Linked DNA regions of Mus musculus: all the other regions are linked to region 1. The links are chromatin contacts, called in public HiCAR-type and promoter capture Hi-C maps. All regions are on one chromosome and are shown on one strand. Each heading gives the region's core, a stretch centred on a gene start, on an enhancer-like site or on the middle of the called end of the contact. The rest is flanking DNA. Distances are from core to core; before and after follow the strand shown.

The links. Promoter capture Hi-C pulls out the DNA fragments that hold promoters and counts their contacts. HiCAR-type assays count read pairs that join an accessible place to other places.
Region 2: a contact with region 1 is called in a promoter capture Hi-C map of hippocampal neurons, with 4 times the contacts expected there. The contact joins the promoter of Rab5a here to the promoter of St6gal2 in region 1. A contact is called at or near these places in 1 of 39 promoter capture datasets (hippocampal neurons) and 2 of 115 datasets of contacts at active chromatin or transcription factors (astrocytes and embryonic forebrain).
Region 3: a promoter capture Hi-C map of cranial neural crest shows a contact between it and region 1. The contact joins the promoter of Kat2b here to the promoter of St6gal2 in region 1. A contact is called at or near these places in 1 of 39 promoter capture datasets (cranial neural crest) and 1 of 115 datasets of contacts at active chromatin or transcription factors (astrocytes).
Region 4: a contact with region 1 is called in a HiCAR-type map of astrocytes, with 5 times the contacts expected there. The contact joins the promoter of Sgo1 here to the promoter of St6gal2 in region 1. A contact is called at or near these places in 2 of 39 promoter capture datasets (cranial neural crest and hippocampal neurons) and 1 of 115 datasets of contacts at active chromatin or transcription factors (astrocytes).

Annotation. Positions count from the first base shown.
Region 1 is chr17:55,443,368-55,447,160 of GRCm38.p6, forward strand. It overlaps St6gal2 (beta galactoside alpha 2,6 sialyltransferase 2), which reads left to right and starts at 2,015. Exons shown (of 6, transcript NM_001347403.1): 1 at 2,015-2,442.
Region 2 is chr17:53,477,562-53,481,354 of GRCm38.p6, forward strand. Rab5a (RAB5A, member RAS oncogene family) reads left to right here and starts at 1,673. Exons shown (of 6, transcript NM_025887.4): 1 at 1,673-2,047.
Region 3 is chr17:53,565,121-53,568,913 of GRCm38.p6, forward strand. It overlaps Kat2b (K(lysine) acetyltransferase 2B), which reads left to right and starts at 1,851. Exons shown (of 18, transcript NM_020005.4): 1 at 1,851-2,458. The coding sequence starts at 2,210.
Region 4 is chr17:53,687,103-53,690,895 of GRCm38.p6, forward strand. Sgo1 (shugoshin 1) reads right to left here and starts at 2,213. Exons shown (of 9, transcript NM_028232.2): 1 at 2,109-2,213; 2 at 888-1,018; 3 at 609-756; 4 at 1-178. The coding sequence starts at 750. It also overlaps the pseudogene Gm31532.

The DNA of each region.
Region 1 (3,793 bases), core at 765-3,264:
AATTCTTAGACTGGGGGGGGGGGTCCAGTAGACCCTTAATATTACAGTTTTCTTTCCCTCAACTGCTGGTTCTACTCCAGACCTTGATGGTAAGACCCTGTTGACAAAGACACCACACACATAAGACACAGAATGTGTTCAAACCAAGCTGATACTGAGTGATGCTTTCAGAGTCTATTAGCAGTATGGCTATGGGTTATGGCAAGGATGATGGAGAAAGCCTGAGTTTAACACAGAATACAAGTTAATATGAGCACATACAGAAAAAATGGATTTTAAAATGCTTCCTGGCTTTTTAAAAAACATTCACTTGGAATTGAAAGGAATATTCTAGAGCCAGCATTGCTCTTTAGTAGACCAATGGAAAGAACCCTGTCTACCCTTGTTTAGGATTCCCCCGAGCAGACCAACTAAAGCATGGAAAAGTATTTCATTTATCATTACACTCCGACAGAAACCAGCATGACATACAGTTTTCTGCATTTAAACTGCCTTCATGATTTACCTGGGAAGCAACAGATTTCCAGGTCGGCCCCATTTATTCTCTACTTAGATCATAAATAGTAAACTAAGTTAACTTACATTTCTATGACAGCAATTTGCATATTTGTTTTAAGCTGGGTAAATTTTCTACAGGCACAAAGTCCATTGTTGTCTTGGAACACCTAGTGTTTTGGTTTTGTTTTGTTTTGTTTTTTGTTTTTGTTTTGTTTTTAAGGTAGGCATGAAGGCATCATCTTTGAAGTACTTTTGAAAAATAGCAATATGGGATAAAAAACATTCACAGTCTGTAAGAAATGTTATAAATTGCCAGGTGTGGTGGCGCACACCTTTAATCCTAGCACTTAGGAGGCAAAAGCAGGAGGATTTCTGAGTTCGAGGCCAGCCTGGTCTACAAAGTGAATTCCAGGACAGCCAGGGCTATACAGAGAAACCCTGTTTCAACCCCCCCCCCAAAATGTTATAAATTGAGGATTTTTACTTTGCAGTGAAACATTGTAAGGATGCTACTATGCTTTTTATTACATGAATTGATTTGTTGTTACATTTAAGGACTAGAGAATGTATAATCCACTTTTAGCACCTTGTGCAGCATACCTTGCTGGTGCTTGCAAACGTACCCATTAGACAGAAGACAAAGCCTAGAGTCACAGTTTACATCACTTCAGTGACTAGCAGAGTCCATCGTGGTGAATTGTGGGAAAGGGCAGAGCACAGAATTAGCCATAGCGTATGTATTTCTCATATATAAGACGCAGTAATTAATGAGTGACAGACCATCCCTTCAGGCAGTTCTTAGAAATTCCAAGTGTCAGAAACAGTTAACAGAACTGGGGAAACCAGAGAAAGCATCGCCCAGGTACACTTGACCACACACAATGAATTTTACTCTGTGGGTTTAGTTTCCCGGTTGTTAAATGTCTGTAAACTTCTAGATTGAGTTTTGCTCATCTATCATGATGCCTAGCCCCAAACACATAGTAGGCACTCCATGCGTTCTGAATAAGTTGGACAACTAGCTAAAATATCTAAAACAAAACACCTCGACTAGATAGATGAACTTCAAATTCAATACATTCAGTGAAGAATTTGTCTTGTCCTTTTCTAACTACGCATGAAAACTTGTAGGTAACACTCACATCCAAGGGGGCAAAGTTCAGAGAAGCATGTTTACCCACAACCAGGGACCGCTGTGGATGCCTTTGAAAAATAGGAGGGTTGCAGTGACAAATGGGCATTAGCACTTGAACACACTCACATACTTTCTATCTGCGGCTCCCACAGCACCGCTCTTGGTCACCCCTACGCCCTAGAGAGAATGTGATCACCTTTTCCAGGGTTGGATGGATGGATGGAGTTGGCAAGTGGGAAGCTCTCAAAGCAGCACGTCCCCAAGTGTGTCCCTGCACTGTCGGGCGCTTCTCAGCAGCAGCCAAAGTGAGAATGCGGGCGGCTTGAGTCGGCCTGAGTCTGAACAAAGGGAGCCAGCGGCCCAGAGGATGCTGTGCTTCTCACACTCCACCCAGCTGCCTGGCGCGCAGGTAGCCCGGCTTTTGCTCTGTCTACAGAGGGCTGTGTGTTCGAAGCCAGCACACAAAGACTCACTTCCTCCCGGCCAGCTTCCCAGACCGCCCTGCCCACCACCGGCGGCCGGTGGCATTCCAGAGGCCACCACCGGGACATTCCTGTGCCCGGGTGCCAGGTACTTGGAGCAGAAGCCATTCGGGGAGCCCTTGGAGCCGCTCAGCTGGTGAAGGTGGCGGCTGGGATTAGCACGCCTTTTTAGGCAGCCGCGCCGCCCCACGCAGCGGAGTCTGCAATCGCTGTACGACAGGCAGGCTCTGCGTCGCCAGAGCGTCCCCGCCTGCGCTGGCCGCGGGGCAAGCTGCGGGCCGGAGCGCTCGCGGGAGGCCGATCAACTCCCCAGCGCCTAGCCAGCAGGTAAGCTCGGGCTGTAGATCGGAACGGGGAAGGCGGGGTTGTGTGCGGAGCACCAGGCCCGCTGCCTCGGATCGCCTGCCCTCGGGGCCACCGGCAGAGGTGCCACTGCCACGCGGATTGGAACAATGAGGCGCGCAGCGCGGAGCTGAGCGCAGCCACGCACTGCTGAGAGGCCAAGCTGCAGCCGGCGGCAACGCGGTCATGCCTTGTCGGAAAGGAGACGGCTCCTACACAGGGTCGCCTGAGCCCCTAGCGTGGCCGCGGAGCTTCCCAGGGCATCCGAGAGAGAGTAGGAGCTCGTGGTGTGCGCGCTCGCTCATCCGCTCGCTCGCCCGCCCTCCCGCCCGCTCGCCACCCGGCAAGCCCTCCTGCCCTCTAGGCTGCGGGGGTGGGGTGGGAGTGGGGGATAAAATGTGACCCTCAGGAATCCTACTGAGGCTCCAAGTACAGGAGTAGCAGCACAGGTGTAGGGACAAACTGAATGAGTACAAGCACGCAGGTCTGTGAGGTCTGAGACCTGCCGTATCCTGCTGGAATCTCCTTGGCCAGTTGCACTGAGCTAGAGTTAGATAAGCTCTGCGAACAGAAGCCAGCGCTGTATGTGGAGAAACAACAGGGTGAGCGAAAGGAGGGCTTGCACTTGGACAGGTGGACATAGTTAACTGTGGGGATGAAATACTGTGCATTGGTTTGATTTGATGTGATTTGCTTGTGAAAGGTGGAGATTTTTTTTTTAATCAAATTCCCACACCCATCTTCATGCAAATTAGCGGGCTTGCAGCTTAGAGAGCATCCTACCTTTTCTTTCTTTCTTTCTTTCTTTCTTTCTTTCTTTCTTTCTTTCTTCTTCCTTTTGTGGCTATAATGTTCATGTGCAGAGGGATTTTCGGGAGCCTCCTAAAGTCAGTGTTAATTCTTATACACTTGACTGGCAAAAACTCGGCGTTTGGGTTGTTTTACTTCCCACCGTTTAGAGTGGTTATGTGATAAATTCTTTTGAATTCAGAAGATGGCATCTATCTTTTTTGGACTTGATGGTACTGGTGCAGTGGGGCCAGTGGAGTTAAACTCATGGCTCGATGCAAATTAGGCCTTCCAAAGAGAGATGAATAGTGTGTTTAGAGAAGCTGTGCTTTCCAGGAATTTAAATGAGACTTTTGTGATTGCCTTCCAGCTTCTCCTTATGTGTTTCCTGGTGTATAACTTATAAAGTAGAGTTGGATTCCTAAAGCTTTGTGAGATGGGGAGGTTTGTGTACCTGGATTTTGGTAAACTTTGGGGAACAGTTCTGCTGAAAATTTGAAGAGAAATAGGTCGTGTTTGGTGGAAATCATTGTCTCTTGGACAACTG
Region 2 (3,793 bases), core at 423-2,922, 2.0 Mb before region 1:
TTGGGGGAAAGGAAATTGGAAGGGTGGATTTGATCAAAGCATTCATGTCCGTGTGGTTTGTGTATAAAGGAAGTTTGTAGTGCCAGATGTATAAACTGAGGCCACGACTACTCAAAGGCATGCTTGTTTGAAGGGAAGGAAGGGTTTTGTTGTAGGTATGAGGGAAAGTACAGCCAGAGGCATCTGGAAAAATCCAGAGCTGGGAGAGAAAAGTGTAGACTGGACATGGCCATGGGGTGGGATGGGGTAGTGAGACAGGAAGACAAAGGAGCAAAGGAGGCCACAGGAGAGGGGAGCGGGAAGGAGAGAGGGAGAGGGAGAGGGAGGGAGAGAGAGAGAGAGAGAGAGAGAGAGAGAGAGAGAGAGAGAGAGAGTCAAATAGTAGGGTTACATGGGAATGAGAAACTAGAAGAGGGAAGCTCATGACTTGGAGAAGTTTAGGGTAGGAAGTGGGGTGAGAAGAGCCACAGGTACTGAGTAAATCAGAAGGCTAGCCTTGTGTTTTGGTATGCTAATAGGCACCACAGAACCTTTCTGACAGAGACAAGGAATGACTCTTTTGATAGAAACCAGTGCCAGAATTTAGGGGAGTGGAGTATTTGGACCTATGCGGATCAAGGGAACGTCTTAAATAGGTGTGCTGTGGGCAGCCATAAACATCTTGGGCTGCTGTTCATTGGAATCTTAAGAACTAGTGTTATGGAGCCGGCTGCAGGCTAGACTATATCTAACCTGTGATCGTGGCCAAATTATTTGCCTCCCTCATTCATTCCACAAACATGCCAGGACTCTGTGTGCTTATCAACTGTGCTTATCAATGGGTGTGTGTGTGTGTGTGAGAGAGAGAGAGAGAGAGAGAGAGAGAGAGAGAGAGATCACTCCAAAATGTTTACTACTTAGTTCAATGGGGAATTCCAAATAAACGCTAATTATTAGGATTTCCTCCTTTTCACTCAAAAAACAAACAAAACAAAACAAAAAACCACACACACAGGTAAACTCTCAATAAAAGCAAGTTATTCTTTTGAGGTTTGCTGTCTAAAGGCAGCTTTTGAATTTAAGGGTCTTAATTCTCTCCGAGATCACAGACACGCCCATTCTCGGAAAAGCAGGGCATTTCCAGAGCCACAGGAGCCCTCGCTCGCCTAAACCCCTTTACTGAGCTGCTGAAGTGGTGTGAGAGGCCTGTGAGTGAACCATCAGACCGAAAATCGCCGCAATGGGAAGACAACCCAGGCTGACAATGGCAGTGGGGACCCTGTCAGCTCCGATGAGACCCATAAAACGCAGGTCTGGCCCACGCCTCTCGGGTTCCCAACCCGCCGGCTTAGAGCGCCGCCACCCAGATAACAATGGTGGTACTGAGGGTGGAGCCCCGGGGAGGAGGAAGGCAGAGCAAGGAAGTGAGTAGGTCTGGCCCCAGGGAATTGGAGAAGACACGTGACGCAACCCCACGCCCCCCTCTTCATTCCTGACGCTCCTGCCTCGCCTTGCAGCCGGAGCCCAAAGATGTCGGTTCAGATCAAGGAGGCGTTAGAGAGGGCCGAACTATTCTCCCTTAGCGCACCCGGGGATGTCACGTGACTTCGGCCCCGCCCCCTTAGGAAGCCGCTGCCGGCCTCCTGGGAGGGGCAGCGGCGGAAATGACGTCACGGCGTTCTTCGCTGCGTGCGGCTACGTGGCGGAGCCGGCGGAAGCAGTTCCTGCGCTGGAGCCCGAGTGTTTGTGTTTTGGTTCGTGAGGAGCCGGGGCGGTCTGAGGGGAGGAGACCGAGGGAGGAGGAGGAGGAGAACGACGACGACGAGGAAGAAGTCCTCGGAACTCGAGCGCGGCGACTCTGGAGGAGGAGGAGAAAGGAAGGCGGAACGGAGAGGCGGAGACGCAGCCCGGCAGGGGCGGCGGCACGGCGGGCGGCGCTCAGAGTCCCGCGCCGGCCAGGGTGAGAAGAAGGAGCGAGCAGGCGACGCCGCCGCTGCAGCCGCGGCGCATCCGATCTCCGGGCCGGGCCGGGCCGTGCGTGGCCTCGCTGCCGGGAGACGCGGCCCAGGTAAGCCGCCGTCGGGGCGGGTCCCTGTGGTCCCGGGCCGGGCTTGGGGCCTCCAAGCCGCCGCGGGCCCTCAGCGCTTAGTGACTCATTCTTCTAGCAGCTTCGGGGCCTGGGACGTGGGGAATCCTCTGAGGGAGCGGCGGGTGGCACCCTCTTCCCTTCACAAGATGGCGCCGTGGGAAGAGCCTGGGGCCCTGGCGGTCTCCAGCCCGGTCTTTGGGGCTCTGTCCCGGCTACTGAGCCGGATCGCATCCGGGGTGACGGGGGTGGCTCAGGAGCGCGCCCACCAGGCCCAGCGGAGCTCCTGGCCCCGGCACCCCGGTTTGATTTCTCGGCTTCTTCCAGACAGGAACCCAGGCCTCCAGCAGGTGGGGATTGGGGAGCTCCGCCTACCTCTGACCGGCTTGGCCGGGCTGTGCGAGTAGTGGGATCCTCTGGTCCCTTCCGTGGGAGGTGGGAAGCCCGGGCCAAGGTGCGAGCAGGTTAACATCCTAACGCCTCCAGAAGTTTAAAGCTTTGACTGTCACTCTTGGCATATTAGTTTTTGCCTCGCCGAAATGGATTTAAAGTTCTGAATCAGTTGCCTTGCACGTAACTAATTAAAAAAAAAAAAACTGTTACATCTTCCAGAATATTGAGGTCTGCCCAGAATCGTTCTTAATGTAAAATTTGAACCCGTGGGGTTGTGAACAAAGTAGGCAGCACAACAGTGCCTGGCACAATTTAAGGGCTCAGTGCAATTTTTTTAATCAAAGACTTCCTAACTGTATAAAAAAACTATTTTAAAGATTGGAGATGCATATTATGCAAAAGTTTTCTTTGACGGAATAAAAGTACAAGTTATAAGTGCAGAACCTCTGTGCACTGAGCAGTAGCTTCACTGAACACCCCCAGCCCTCGCACTTAACATTAATACCATGTTCAACCTGTGTAGGTTTATACTTGGGCTTATTTCCGTTTGAGGTCTTTGGAAGTAAAAGATTTAGTAGCTTTGCACTTTAAAAGACACTGACTGTGAAGGCACCCCGCCTGTCATCCCAGCACTCTGGAAGCTGAGGTAGGTAGGATCAGGAGTCCAGGCCATCCGTAACCTATCCTGTGCTTGCCTAGGCGACAAGTCCCTGTCCCTCAAAAATGTGATCGGGATGTGGGGCAGGAAACAGTTTTTAAAAACTAAGTACAAAATTTTGTTTGTATTTTCTGTGAGAATCGATGTTTTCCCTGAGATTTTGGAAGTACCATAGGAATACAGAACAAGTTTTGTCCTGGATAAGTCATTTACTGTTTTATAGGTAAGGAACAATTGAGAAACATTTAAGCTGAAGGTATGTTGGTGCCTTTTTCAGTCTGTATGAAGTCTATTGATCTACAAGCATTAATTAATTAACTAATTCACCAAGAGGCCATTTTAATTGCCAGTTTCAAACACTGTGTACTTAGTAAGCACTGTATCAGAGACTAGATATGTTGTCTTATTTAATTCTTAACAGTTGCTGTGCAATGTTAGGGTATAATGAATATAGAAAATTTGAAAATTAAAACTTAGATTGACATAGCTGAGACTAGACTTCAGAATCTGGTTTGTTTTATGGATTGGGGAGAAATGGGAATTTTGCTTAATTACTTTTGACAAGCTCTCACAGTATAGTTCTGGGTGACTTGAAACATGCTTTGCAGGCCAGGCTAACTTGGAACACACAGCCATTCATCCACCTTTTTCTGGCCCTGGAGTGCTAGAATTAAAAT
Region 3 (3,793 bases), core at 601-3,100, 1.9 Mb before region 1:
TAAGCATACCACCCCTGGCCCTCGGGGCATTCTCCACTTTTCTCTGAAGGTTATATACATCTCCAAACCACCCTTTTGTACAGCTACTTACACCCCACCTAGGCTCCAAGTGCAGAACAGGCTTACTTTCTGCACTCTAAAAATGAGCCAGTTTTTCTCTTCCTTCTGTTTACCTTTGGGCAGCTGCCAGAATTTACAGTTCACTATAATACAATGGGCCTCAATCTTCCTTCTGAATCCACTTAAAAATTCTTAGATAAAGGACACTAAGAACATATAAGAGAACCTGGATTTCCCCAGTAAGTAATGTTTTAATGACATTATTGTAGAAACTTGAAGAACAAACAACCAGAGGACAGTGATGTAAAACCTGAGCTTTTTCGGGAGGCAGAGGCAGGAGGATTTCTGAGTTCGAGGCCAGCCTGGTCTACAAAGTGAGTTGCAGGACAGCCAGGGCTACACAGAGAAACCCTGTCTTGAGCCCTCCCACCCCCAACAAAACAAAACAAAAAACCCCTGAGCTTTTTTTTTTTTTTTTTTTTTTTTTTTTCCCCAGACAGGATTTCTCTGTGTAGCCCTGGCTGTCCTGCAACTCACTTTGTAGACCAGGCTGACCTCGAACTCAGAAATCCACTTGCCTCTGCCTCCCAAATGCCAGGATTAAAGACATGCTGAGTTCTTTTTTTTTTTTTTTCCTTGTTTCTTTATATACAAGGTTTCACTGTGTAGCCCTAGCTGACCTGGAACTCCTAACAGTAGACCAGAATTCCTCAAACTCACAGAGCCTGGCCAGTCTCTGCTTCTGCAGTTCTGGGGTCAAAGGTGAAGACCACCGCTCCTGGCCTGTTTTTTAATTAATTTAATTAATTTTTGAGGCAAGAGTCTTACTCTATTGAGCTTCCACACTAGGCTAAGGTCAAGCCTAGGTAAGGACTTCAGTTAGATGTAGCCTAGTAAGGCTGCAGTTTCACAGCAGGTGTCACTCCTTTGAGAAGAGACTTCTTTCTCTCTTGGCATTGCATTACTCTGCGTTAAAAGGACACAGAATCTGGCGAAACACATCTTGAGACATAAAATGCAACTTTAAGCATGACTGGTAAGAGTATTTGCAAGGGAAAGCCCATCCCATATGGCTGGAGTTCAGCAGGAGCTACCAAGCTTGCTAGACAACCAATCACAAATTCATTACGACCATTGTCCCACATTGTGACTATGCTTGCTCCGCAGAATTAGGGCACTTGCCAACGGTGCTGACCGGCAATGCAGGGCTATTCAAATCGCTTTAGGAAGGTTGACCCATGTGAAAAAATGAAACAATCTCTTCCTACCATCAGAGCCAGGGACAATAGTTTTGATTTTGAAGTTTAAGTCAAAATCGGAATCACTTTCCTGGACGCTGTCTTTCTGGTTAACTTGAAAACAATAGACACACTAGCAGCTGAAAGTAGCCAACCTCGAGTGAACCCCGTAGGCGGACTAATTTCAAACTTTTTCCATGCGTTTAGTTTTCATTTCGCCGACATGTAATGTTCTCAAACGAACAAGTATTATGTGATACACACACACACACACACACACACACACACACACACACCACACACACACACCATTGAGTCATCTCCCTCCCTCTCTGGTCATATTCGGTTCAGAAACTACCAGGAGAAGACGATGGGGAAGAATTGTTTAAAAAAAAAAAGTTTAACTCAAAGTCAAAAAAAAAAAAAAAAAAAAAAGGAACCCTTCACGCCATGATTTTGGTGAATTAGCAACAAAGAGGAGGATTGGCCGCTGACGGGTACTTCTGGAAAACATTTTTTTTTCCTCTGGCTCCCGCTAGGGTGGAGGAAGTTGGGTCTCGGCGCGGGAGGGTGTCAGGCCCAGGGACGCCAGCAGCGCAGGGCGGCAGGTGCCTGGGCTGCAGCGGCCCGGTCTCGCGGGTCGCCGGTCACCTACGGGCCCTGGCGCTCCCGGCGGGCGGCTACGCTCGCAGCAGCATGCCGGAGGCCCAGGGGAGCAGAGCGCGGCCAAGGCGCTCGGGCCCGCTAGCGTCCTAGCCGCCTGGGGAGGCGCGGGGGCCTGCGATCGCTGGCGGCCGAGTGCGGCGGGGGCGGGGAGGGCGCAGGGCGGCGGCCGGGGGGGGGGGAGGGTCTCGGCTCCGCCACCAGCGCCCGCGGGGACCCTGGCAGCTGCGGGTGACAGTCGGGGCGGCATGGCCGAGGCTGGCGGGGCCGGGTCCCCAGCACTGCCTCCCGCGCCCCCGCACGGTTCCCCCCGGACCCTGGCCACCGCTGCCGGGAGCTCTGCTTCCTGCGGGCCAGCGACCGCGGTGGCCGCGGCGGGCACGGCCGAGGGACCGGGAGGAGGCGGCTCGGCCCGGATCGCCGTGAAGAAGGCGCAGTTGCGCTCTGCTCCGCGGGCGAAGAAGCTGGAGAAACTCGGCGTGTACTCCGCCTGCAAGGTACCCGCTGGGATGAGCACAATCGCGGGGTCACGGGCGGGCTCGGACCCCCCCTCCCCTCCCCCACCCACTCCCAGCTTCCCGCCGGCACCGCGGAAGTGCTGCGTTCTGTGCGCGCGCTCTGCCGCTGCGGCTTGCACAGCATCTCACTGGGACAGGGGTAGGGGGTCTTCTAGATCTGCCGGTGTCCCTCTTCTGGGAAGGATGAGTCTTGGCTTCGGAGCGCTCGGCACTGGGGCTTTTTCTGCTCTGTAGGAGCTCGCGGGAGTCCTTTCACAGGGAGTGTAACTGTGCTTGGTGTGGCAGATCTGTCGGGGTTGGGAAGCAGCTTTTTTGGGGTTGGGGGCATCTTAGCGTGTGTCTCCCCGCGCTCGCCCTCCCCACTGAGCCCCGCTAGGAGGAGCTGGGTTGTGGAGCACCCAGAAGTGTCCTGGAATCCTGGCGCTCTACGGGAGCGAAGGGGCGGAGCGCGGGGTGGGAGGTGGGCACTGCCCCAAGCCCCTGTCCTTTGGCGCCTGGCGGCCTCGGCCGTGCGGCGACAACCCTGTCATTATTGTTATTATTTATTTAGCGAAAGCGGGATCCTGGCCGCTTAGGGTGTAAACAGGGTCTGGCAGGGTGACAGCCCAGGCGGCGAGCGCGTCTGCTCAGTTTGAAGACAGCTTTCTTGCCATTCTCCCTCTTTGGGGACTTTAGGCACCCAGGGCATCCAGCTGTAGAGCACTTGTAGGGGGCTCAGCATCTCCAGGCTGCAGGGGAGAGCGACTCTGCACTGTAGACTGCGGCTTTGTTTTGACTGGGTGACAGCAGAAGTGGGCGGGGACTTGGCCTTGTCAGCCCGGGCGGCCTGTGGTTGGGACCAGGCACTCACTCACTCACACCTCCCGTGTTGCTTGCTGCTCCAGCTTACTACTGTAAAAGGAGTCGCATCCGCAGCATCCAGGTTCTCATTCCTACTCCCCACTGTACAGCCAGGATGGATAAACCTGGTAGATGACTTCCCTTCCGGGACATTCTGGTTGTCGTGTTTTCTGGAGCTTTAAGGACCTTGGGGTCTCAAGCATGCCCTGCCCATTCCTTGTGGTCACCTCCTGTTTATCGATGCAGTCACAGCACCTGCTGTGCCTTCCTGAGAGGGCTCCAGTGCGGTGCCTTATGCACACAAATATGCTTTGGAATCGCTAAAAGCAAAAATCAGGAGGTCTGGGGTGGGGTCTGAGGAGTTACATTTCCAACAAAGCCCCCCAGGAGATGTGAGTGGCAACTGAGAATACTTTCCACGAAGCAAGTATATTACTACTTTTGAATTCTGCAGAGGAGCTGGGAAATACTAAC
Region 4 (3,793 bases), core at 963-3,462, 1.8 Mb before region 1:
TGTCGGGAAGTTAGCTTCTCTTTCAATGCATACAGCTGACAAGTAAGGTAGTAGCATTCTTTTCTCAGTTGCAGGATGACATCCTGTGCTTCTCTCACTTTGGATTTCTCATTTTCCAAAGCCAAGACTAACAACCTGTTGTTATCTTGGTAATATCTCAGTAGTGTAGCAGTGTTAGCTATAAGATAAAATTTTCAGTTAGTAAGCCTCAACCTAGAAGGTGAAGCAGAGGCTAGAGATATCTCTCAATGGCTAGGAGTGCTTGCTAAGAAACCAATGAGGCCCACAGGTCAAATCCCCTAAAGAGCCAGGTGTGGTCCTGCACACTGGTGACTCTATCTGCTGTGGCAGGACGGAGGGAAGGTAAGGTGTTAAAGGTGTGTGGAGACAGGAGGATCTCTGGGGCTTGACTGGCTGCCACAATAGTTCCTTGTTCAGTGAGAGACCCTTTGCAGGGGAACAGGGCAGAGATTAATAGCAGGACTCCAGAACTTCTACTACAGCAACACCCCACTGTGCTCCACACACAAAGAAACACACACAACACACACAAATGCCACACTTTCAAAGTAAGAATGCTGGAAGAAGACAACACAAAATTCTCTTACTGGGTACTTGGCCCGGTGCAACAATAAAGGACTTGCGTTTCCCAATCCCCGCCAAATTTTTATTCCTTTTTTCTTTCATTCGATTCTTAATGTCTTCAAGGGTATCTTGAAAGGACCTTTTCTGACACCTTTCCTTAGCCATCTTTGTCTTTGAATTAAAAACAAAACAAAAAAAAAAAAAACCAATGAACACTTCTCAGATATTTTTTAAACATAAAATTTAAGAAACATAGGCTGTTCATCAAGAAGGGATTACAAAAGACTAAATTGTAAACTTACTTCAAAAAAAGCAATATTTTGATTTTCTGCTTAGAAATATTAAGTCAGGTGTTGTAGAATAATCCAAGCTACTAAAAAGGCTAAGGCAGGTGGGTCATAGATTTATGCTTGGGCTACATAGTGAAATTCATCTAAAACAAAACAAGAAGAAAAAAGATGTTAGAATCAAGCCATCATAAGAAAAAAAATCCCATAAAATGTCATTCATGCTTTTGCTATAACCTTATCTTCTACTATTTCATAGGAAAGTATTAAATAACTCCAGAAAGTATCAATTATTCATCTTATAGTAAATATTCATTGGAGGCGTACAACATTCTAGGCTCTATGGGAACTTATTATTTTGGGACAGGATATTGCTGTTACCCAGTCTGGTTTTGAACTTAAGAGCTCTCATGTCCTTCCTACCTCAGCCTCCTGAGTAGCTGGGACCACAAATGTATGAGCCATAAGCAGACTTACTTTTCTTACAATGTTTATAGCCAACCTTTAGTGTTTAGGATTACAGTATTAGTTCAGAAGCAATTTATATGTATATCTGGGTTTCTGTTTGGCAGCTTTTCTCTAGTAATTTTGGGGCTGAGAAAACATGTATTCATGTTAATAACAGTAGCGTGCTTCAAGCAAAATAAACTTCCTGGTCTCAAAATTGTAAACTGTTGCCAACCACAATGTGTGCATATAATTGTCACCACAAGAACTATCTTGATTCATCTCCTTTTAGTTAAGTGTTTTCTTGAATCTCTTCTTGAGTATTCTCACCAGGACGTATTTTCCTCCACGCATAATGAAGCCTTAAATTGGTACTGTATATCTTATCTAACCCTTTATTTTTACCAATGTGTATATACGATAGATTGGAGAGGGGAGTTCAACAGAATAAATGCAACGACTTCTTATAAGAATGGGTGGGTCACCATCAAGTTTTAAAAGTTTGCACCGGAGACATCTGAGTGACACACAGAATGAATAACTGATAGAGTTAAAGTTAATTACAGTTTGTTCGCGTGCGCGAGCACAGTGGGATGGAAATCGGGCCTTGTGCGTGCTAGACAGTGCAAGTCGGCGAGAACACCCCTTCCTCCGGCCCCTATCTAAAAAGTTTTTGCTACTTTGATTGAGCAAAAGCCCTGTCGATTTCGGGGTGCTCGCTTTCGCGAGCGGAACGCGTCGTCCGGTCGGAGAGATACCTCCAGTCCCGCCGCCCGTACCGCTCCGTACCTCGGCCACTCAGGTCCGGACGAGCAGATGCAACCTCCCGCTCCGCCGCGCTCCGCAGCTACCGCCGCCACATTCGAAATTCTGCGTTACGCGTATCCATTGGCTGGCCGGACACCATCACGTGACACTCCGGCCCGCCCTTCTCCGTAGACGCAGCGCCCGGCCCCGGGGAATGGCATCACGTGGCGCGCCTGCGCACGCGCAGCTGTGGCTGGGGTGGGGTAGAGGGGGTGGAGTCAGGCTGGAATTGAGGCCTTGGCTCGGCGTCCGCCTTCCCACAGCCTAGAGATCTAGCGACTTTGAGACTGGGTCTTGTCTGGGTGCGTCCCTGACTTCCGGTTAGACCTGGGGTGTTGACGCAGGCCTGAGAGCCCAGCTCTCAGAAGGCTGAGGCAGGAGAATGACGAGTTCGAGTTGAAGCCTGAGTTGGAGCACGAAAGATCCAAACAGATCCTGGCGTGGCTTGTCAGGGCGCCCAAGGCCGCGCAGCTCTTGTGCTCCGGGGCGCGCCCGTGTGGCAAACGTCCATCCAGCACGTTTAGCGCAGGCTCAGCGAAAGGACTGATGTGAGAGACTGGGCTCTCCAGGTTCAGCCCGCTGGCGAGATCTGCGGGTGGGCCTGGCTGATTCAAGAAGAAACGCCAAGTGACAGCCCGATCCTGTCCTGTGCATTTACGGAAGAGATTTACAACCGGCTGCGCTCACCTCAGAAGTCATTGTAGTGCAGCAGCCGTGACTGAATTAGAAGGTCATCTTGTGGGATCCGTTTTTTAAAGTGCTTTCCCGGGAACAATCTAAACTTCTTTATCAGTTCCTGATAATAGTCAAGGAATTGGGTTTAGTCATGCTGAGAAAAGTTCGGCACGCTTACACATCAGGCAGCGTTACTGGGTAGTTCTGAAGGCACACAAAGAAAATGGGAAGGGGAAGGTGGCAGCAGGGAGCCCTACCACAAGACATTTGGAGCCTCCACAGTTGAGTGATTGCTTCATAAGTCATATCCTTGGCAGATGTCTTGTGCCATAAGGTAGATAGATATACGTAGCCAATATAACAAGTTATATTTTACTATGCTGGTCATCACACAAGGTTCACACTCTTAATTTCTTACCTAGGGTCCTAAGATTATCGTTCCACGGCTGCTCATTTATGGCTCTCTTCTTTGTTTTCTGTTTGTTTTTGTTTTTGAGACAGGGTCTTCTTGTAGCCCAGGATGACCTCTAACTCCTTACGCTGTAGAGAAGTCTCTCTGTGTACCTTTGACTGTCTTGGAACTCACTATATATTTGAGGTTGGCCTCAAATGCAAACAGATCCACCTGCTTCTGTCTCTTGAATGCTAGATTAAATGTGTGTACCACCATGTCCATCTCCTAAAAAAGTTTGGTTTTGGTCTGTTTATTTGGCATTCAAAAAACAAAACAAAGCAAAACAAAACAACGGGTTAAGGCAGGTTTTTTACACAGCCTAAGCAGACTTCAAATTCGTGATATTTCTGCGATGACCAGGAACACACAGAGATATGCTAGTCTTGGCCTCCCAAGTGCTGACATTAAAAAAAATTTTTTAAAAAAGATTCCTTTGGAAATGTGGATATGATCCAGATATCAAAAGCTTTTGCTGCTCTTGCAGAGGACCTGAGTTCAGTTCTGAGCACCCATGTCAGGCAGCTCACAACCACCTCTG